2 separate regions of the Oryctolagus cuniculus genome follow, and region 1 is linked to region 2. A link is a contact called in public Hi-C data. All regions are on one chromosome and are shown on one strand. Each heading gives the region's core, a stretch centred on a gene start, on an enhancer-like site or on the middle of the called end of the contact. The rest is flanking DNA. Distances are from core to core; before and after follow the strand shown. Region 1 overlaps STN1 (STN1 subunit of CST complex). Region 2 overlaps SLK (STE20 like kinase).

Region 1 (3,751 bases), core at 913-3,412, 170 kb before region 2:
ACTAGAAATGATTGTTACATGATTATTCCTGTCATTAAAAATAATTACCCCGGATTACACACACACACAAAAAAACAGTTTCTGGGGAAGACCCAGCAGCAGGAAGAGGGGAGGCCTGGCCTGGGAGACGAAAGGCTCAGCTTCAGCAGTGAGCGGGTGGGGTTCCACGCACGCGGGGCTCTCTGTCAGCAGTGAGCGGGTGGGGTTCCACACACACGGGGCTCTCTGTCAATGTAAACAACCGCTGAGGCTTCCTCTGCAAAAACAGTGGCCTCTGCTGACCCCGGGCCGCGGCTCCCAGCCTGCTTACGAGACCAGTCTCAAGGGCCAACCGCCATGGCCCCCTCCAGCCAGCAGCTCTTCCTGGCTGGAGATCTGGATCTTTCCTGTCTTTTCTGAAACAGTAATGACAGGCTCATCCGATTCAGGAAACCGAAATTGCCCACAGACAAAAACAGTGACTGGCTCCATGGGCTGAGCCTCACCAAGCCTCTGCTAGGCTCAGGCCAGGAACTGGGTGGAGCCCTGAAATATATATAGTCTCCACTCCTGGAGAAACTCAGCATTCATCCAGCTGTCAGTGAAACAGTGGCTGTGCGAGGTCTGCTTCTCATGCTTCTGGATTCACTAAGAAGGGCCGCTATGGAAAAAGAAAGAAAGGGACAGAACATTCCAACCCGTTCTCTGGCCTCTAAGCTCTACCAGCATCATAATGACTTGACGAAGCGTTCACCTGTAAGACAATGCAAGGTGCCACAGGATCTAGGATGTCACCATCATTCTAAAGCATCTTTGGTTTCCCGGGACTCTATTAAGTGGAATTCAATTAAATGACATGGGCCTCCCCAGCAAAGCAATGTGAGGGCCTAATTCATAATTGATGGGAAAAATCACTTCCAAAGACAAAACAAGTACAGTGCCAGAACCATTCTTCTGAAACCTAACAGGCTGTGGGCAGACACAAGTTTCTGCTCTGAGCATTTAACACATGTCATGCCAAGGCGTCCCCACCCTGCACTGGGAATGGAGGGGCATCCCAGCCTCAGAGCCCTGAGTCCCTCCCTCACCACAGCTGTCCTGGAGAGCTGGCTCCCGTGAAGAACGCGGTCTTCGCGTTGCCTTCCAAACATGCTGACAGAGTTCCCAAGCCCCAGGAGGGGGTCAGGTGGTTTCGAGCCTCCGTTAAATGATTAAACGGGAGGTCAACCTTGCTGTCAGCAGACAGCTGGGGAGTCGCAACGGCTCGGAGGCAACCTCAGGGAAAAACAAAGGACCCAGTCGTGACCCTCTGCACCTGGGTGTTTTCTGAAACCCTATCCCTGTATCCCCGTATGAAATGCTGGTCACCAGGCATGGAAGCCTGTTGCCAAGGAGGGCTAATTAGGTGTGGGGACAAAACTGAGAGGTAGCGGCCATGCCCAGGTCAGGATCGGGAGCTGGTATCTGCTCCACCTGGAGGTTCCCCGGTGAGGGAGTCTCAGCAAATGTCTGGCAAAGACGTGAGCCATGTAGGCAGTGTGGGAATGGAGAGGCTGCTTAGGCACATCACGGGACCTGTCCCAGAGCCTGCTCTGAGTGGCGAGTCGTGTGTGTGCTGGGGAAGCACCTGTGACACACACGTTCCGTGAACACCTAAGTCTCTCACAGCACTCCACAGTGCACTCCGATTGTTGTGCAAGGAGGAAAGGGATACAATGACTAACAGTTTCTGTACTCACAGGCTCTGTCCAGAGGATATTCAAGACATTTAATAATGGTCCCTTCCTGTCTCTGGGTGGGGGTGGGAGGGGCCGGGGAAGGAAACTTGACTCCAACAGTCCCCTGCCCCCCACAATTTATTGGCAGTTTTGCTTTTTGTGGTTTCAGTTACCCATGGCCTGAAAATATTAAATGGAAAATTCCAGAAATAAATAATTCATACATTTTAAATTGTGTGCTATTCTGGGTAGGTGATGAAATCTCATGCCGTCCTATTTCGTCCTTCCCAAGACATGCATCATCCTTTGTCTAACACATCCATGATGTACACACTACCTGCCCGCCCAGTCCATCAGCAGCCATCTATCATATACAAGGTTCACTGCTATCCACAGTTTCAGTCATCCACTGGGAGTCTTGGAATAGAACCCCCAGACGATAATGGGTGTGGGGGTGGCTACCATGTATAACTGCTGGGACCATCTGAATTTTCTAAACCCATTCATGTGTTCAATCAAGTAATTATTGAGAACCTGCTTTAAGCCAGCACAGTCCTAGGTCCTGGGTAGACAGCAAAGAACAACACAGACAGGCCCCTGCTCTCACGTAAAAGGAACAGGCAGCTCAACAAATAAACACCAGCGTATCACTGACAGCACAGGGTGATCGCCTGAGTGGCGATCAGAGCAGAGGCAGGGAGGCAAGAAGGTGGCATGTCAGCCGAGATGGCCCCCTGGTGGGATAAGGAACATAAATTTAAAAAATAACTTCGACTGGGCCAGTGCTGTGGCATAGTGGGTAAAGCCACTGCATGCAGTGTCGGCATCCCATAAGGGCGCTGTTTCAAGACCTGGTTGCTCCACTTCCAATCCAGCTCTCTGCTGTGGCCTGGGAAAGCAGTGGAATATGGCCCAAGTGCTTAGGCTCCTGCACCCTTGTGAGAGACCTGGAAGAAGCTCCTGGCTCCTGGCTTCGGACTGGTGCAGCTCCAGTCATTCTGGCCATTTGTGGAGTGAACCAGTGGATAGAAGGCCTCTCTTTCTCTCTGCCCTTCTGTAACTCTGCCTTTCAAATAAAATAAATAAATCTTAAAAAAAAAAAAAACTCAAAAAACTATGACTTATGTGACAACAACAAACCTAAACCTAAGAACTTTAACATAGAGAAAGCCTAAAACCAAAGTCTCAACTCTTAATTCCAAGCAAATAAATAAATGCCAAACAACCAAACAAGTTCGCGTGACACTGGGGTGAACCAACAGGGACAGCTTTTTTCAAGATGAATAAAAAACAACTTAGGTATTTCTTAAAACTTTTACTTATAAACCAGACTGGATACCACTCAGTGTTCATTTAAACTTCTAAAACACAGCAAATTAACCTAGAAGACAGCAACCCATTAAAAACTTTGGCTCAAGTTCAAGAATCATCTTGCTAATCAATAAATAATCTTGGACAGATAATTACCTCCTTTCACTACTTCCCCTCATCCGGCTTCTGCTGATGGTTACTGCCCAGTTCAGTGAGTGCTATCAACTAGGTGCTAGTATCCTTAAACTATTACTGTTTCTTGCTACTCAAAGATCAACATAATGAGATTAAAGGAGGAGGACAGGGCAGGTCCAGCCTCAACTCAAGTTCTGAATGCTCAGTGAGCTTCCCAGAGTAGAAAGGGCATGTGCTAGAGCCACAGCCTCTGTTCCCCGGGTCCACCCTGTGAGTCTTCATGCCACAGTCACATTCACCCACGCCCTTAAGCTGCAGACTGGGGCAGAGGACCTGGATCCTCACGTGGGCATGCTGCACTCACTTGGTCAGGGCAGGCGCTGTGAATCACGGGCTGATTGGCAAGGGCCAGCAAAGACTCCACCGTTTCCAACTCCTGCTGGTAAAAGCTTGGCACTCTGTTCTCCTCAAGGAATTCTTTGACTTTTTCACTCAGCAAACATGTGAGATGGGCAAGGTCCAGGGTGCCTGGATCGCTGATGGAGGAAGGATTGAAAAGAAAAAAAAAAAAAAAAAAAAAAAAAAAACCCCTTAAGAAAACCATCACC
Region 2 (3,669 bases), core at 391-2,890:
AGTATTAAGCTTTATTGTTTTTAAATGATCTATTATTTGATAAATATTTTCATCCTGAAATATATGTTATACTAAGTTTGGAAAAGCAGAAAAATAGCTTTTAGATTTGAAATTGGAAATGTAAAATTCACAAAATTAAAAGTAATATAGATTTGGTTGTCCCAGTTTATTTCTTAATACATCAACTGGTTAGAAAACTTGTCTCCATCATAGCAAATTTTGTTATATTTCAAACTGTCAGAAGCCTGTAGGTTCTGAGTTATATTTATAAATATATTTTATGAAGTTAATCTTAAAAGAGACATTTGTTCACAATACTTTTCAAACAGGATTTAAATATTAAGACAAATATTAGAAATGACTTTTTCTTATTTTGAAATGAAGTTTTATTTTATTCCATGATTAAATTATTTACTTTGATTTACGTGGGAAAGGCCTGAAACCTTTATCATGTGGTTGCTGATATGTGTAATTATTAATGAAATTTCATTCTTAGTTCCTTTTGAGGCTTAGAATTTCAGTGTGTCAGGTCAAACAGTATTATAGTCTGTACTGGGGTGCAGGAGAGAGAGCACATTTGTCAGTGGTGCTTGCTGCCTGCCATTTGCAGCCTATTCTCTTTTAAGAGTAGTAGGTACCAAATTGTAAAAGTTTGAGTTTTTAGTTATATTACTTCTGAGGCTGGTGAAAAATTTAAATGTAATGTTCTGGGAACACTGATTTGATATTAAGAAAATGTATATGTCTGTAGCACTTTCTTTCAGTTAATTTGAAAACTTTGGATGCTGAACCTTATTTTGGTGGTTTAGATGATTTAAAAATGCATGTATGATTTTAACTTTGTAATTGTTTTGACAAGTAAAATTACTTGGACAACTTTGTAGGTAGCCTTAACTTCTGGCCAAGTTTGTTTTTTATATAAATATATATATATACATATATATATTATGTATGTTGTAAATTCATACACTTATCACATGAATGTGTTGCTGTAAACAAAACTCTTAATGCTTTATTCTCAAATGCTGGGTTGAAAATTGTTTTGAAAGCCTTTTAAAATATATATCTTTATAAAGTAATATTCAGGATTATGATGGAAATTGTTTATATTGTTATGATAAAAATGATTGTATAATGTTGCCCAGTGTATTTAATGATTATTTGAAGAGGGAGAGGGGAGGAAGGTTCTCATACTACTTTCTCCTTTGAAATTTTCAGTTTATTGGCTTTTAAAAAATGAATACTTCAGGCAATGAGCATTTTTTCAATATCATTTAAATATCCTGTACTAAATAGTTTATGGCACATTATTAATTTGGTCTGAATATTTGATTCTAATCCTTCCGACTTGACATTCAGAGTGTTGAATCAAGGAGAGAGGCTCAGAGAGGAACAGTTAAACACTTGGGGTAAGTTTATCAGCAACTCTCGCACCTCCCTTAGAACCGCCCTTTGGATTCAGTGTTTGTGCTTGAGTTCTCTTTCAAATATGACCATGTGGGTGTAGGACATGCAGAGGTGAATCATTCATTTAATGCTTAAAGTTATATAAATCTTTTCAAAAAGTGTTTTCTTATGGAATGTGCTGTTTGTATCCATGCCCTCCCACCTCGTACACAGCCCTGTATTCAATAGGTAATAACGATCTTTCCTGCATGAAGTGAGGGTGAGGAAGCCGCTACGCGTGCAGCCAGATCCATTCCTCATTTGGGTGGTTGTTGCTGGGGGAGAATGTGCTGTGACGTGTGCAAAAGAAATTCTCAGTCTGTGCACCCTAGACAGTAGCCTCCCCTCGTTTCCCTGAGGGCTGTGAACACGCAAGGCCTCTGCTCTTCTGCAGGTCTTCCTCCTAGAGCCCAGGGCACCACACTGCCTTTACTCGTCCTGTCAGCCCACAGGGTATGAATTACTGAATTAGCTGCTATTCTGTGTGGAGTCACATTAAGCTTTTTCTTACCCTTTCTTATAGGAAACTGGAGGGTGGGAAAGAAAAATTCAGAGTGCTTTCATTTTGTTCAAACAATTAGAACCTTCCTATGACAGGATCTAACAAATCATTATTAAATACAAACCAGAACCAGAGCTACCTCTACTCTAGTGTTTCCTCAAGCACAAAGCTCTCAGGCATTAATGAGACCCTCGTCTCTGATTTCTTGAGCATCAGCAAGCTCCAGAAGTGATTGTTTTTTGTAGTCTTCTGGTCCCCTTGTAAGTACACACTTTCCCCTGTTCCACACTGTGCTGAAATGACAAGGATTCTTCTGAGAAGCCAAATTCTGTCCAGGCATGAGCTAGAGATGCTGTTGAGTAAAGGAAAACCTAGAACTGAAGGGAAGAAGAGAATTCTGTGCTAATAGTCTTTTGATTCAATAAATCAGTTCTTTTCTGCAAAATGATCTTTTCTAGGAAATGGGATGGTATTTGTAAATGCTTTTCTCAAGTTGAGGGCATAACAATTAATTCCTCCGTTGTTGCTGTTCTGTGGCTGATGATGGTTTTGAAAAGCTTTCACCTTTCTGCTCCTAAGCTTGGGATAGAGTGTTTTTTACCAGTTTTTAAGTGTTGGCTGCAGCTTTTTGTGATCCTCTGATTTGCAGTGTTGTAAGTTCACAAACTAAATTTTCAGAAAGAATTTTGTTCCAGGTCATGCCTCTTGTCTCTTTGGGATCAACATGTCTTTTCAATCATGAGATTGGCAAATAAAAAATAAAGTTATTTCTTAATATATTTTGGGAAGCATTTTTTTGTTGTTGTTGAGAATCTTTGGAACCGGATTGTCTTGTATGAGAACACTTTGCTACTTTTTGGGGTCCTAGTTGCATTTTCAAACTTGCCATCATCCAGGTCTCCTAACCCTTCCCAACTTACCAGTGTTCCTAGCTGTCTGTAGTTGTAACCAACTGTGTGACTACCACACTCACAAATCTCACAAATGTAGTTTTCTATGATAGTGGGGGGTGGGGGGTGGGAGGCAGGTGAGGTTTTTCCAGAGGTCAAAACACTTCCATCAGTGTATATATACATCCACATTTCCCCTCCTCTTTCCTCCCTTGGGATAGATTTTCCTTCATGGAAAGCAGTTACACAGATGATATGATGTCACTTCTGCTCAAATAACCTCTTTTTATCATTGATACACAAGATTCAGCAGGCTCTGGACAGCATCATTTGGCAAGTGTTCAGTGTGGTTGGAGGGAGGCGTAGCATGTCACTTTCTAATCTAGGAGTATTGTGCACCATTGAGCTCATTCTTGTCTTTTTTTTAAAAAAAAAAAAGATGAAACAAAAGGGGCTCAGATCCAGTGCGATCCAGCTGAGAGCATACCTCATATCTGCCCGCCCTTGTTCTGGGTTTTGTCCAGGGAAGACTGCAGATTTGGAGTCCTACCCTATTTCTCTTGGGCAAAGAACTCTGAAGACTTTTGAGTATCTTAGTAAGATACAGTCATAATCACAAGGGGAAAGCTAGTCTGATTCATCAAGGTAAGAATCATTAAGAGGGAATATGAGGGTGGCGTTTGGCCTAGCTAGTAAGTCCCACATTGGAGTACCTGGGTTTGATTCCGAGCTCTGGCTCCTGACTCCAGCTTCTTGCTAACGCAGCCCTGGAAGGCAGCAGGTGATGGCTCAAGTAGTTGGGTCTCAGCCTCCCACATGAGAGTTCTAGAT

Evidence for each region. Hi-C and Micro-C count contacts between places; a contact is called where the count stands out from the background.
Region 1: a contact with region 2 is called in a Hi-C map of embryonic fibroblasts, with 5 times the contacts expected there. The contact joins two enhancer-like sites. A contact is called at or near these places in 4 of 6 Hi-C or Micro-C datasets (ear pinna, embryonic fibroblasts, skin fibroblasts and 1 more).

The regions. Positions count from the first base shown.
Region 1 is chr15:26,171,577-26,175,327 of mOryCun1.1, reverse strand. STN1 (STN1 subunit of CST complex) reads right to left here. Exons shown (of 10, transcript XM_008270474.4): 7 at 3,508-3,679. Among named protein-coding and RNA genes, the nearest start is that of STN1, 32 kb to the right of the region's middle. Within about 2 kb of position 2,162, at least 3 of the 8 cell types and tissues checked have an H3K27ac peak or open chromatin away from gene starts, as enhancers often do.
Region 2 is chr15:26,003,417-26,007,085 of mOryCun1.1, reverse strand. It overlaps SLK (STE20 like kinase), which reads left to right. Exons shown (of 19, transcript XM_002718721.5): 19 at 1-2,727. Among named protein-coding and RNA genes, the nearest start is that of COL17A1, 53 kb to the right of the region's middle. Within about 2 kb of position 1,640, at least 1 of the 8 cell types and tissues checked has an H3K27ac peak or open chromatin away from gene starts, as enhancers often do.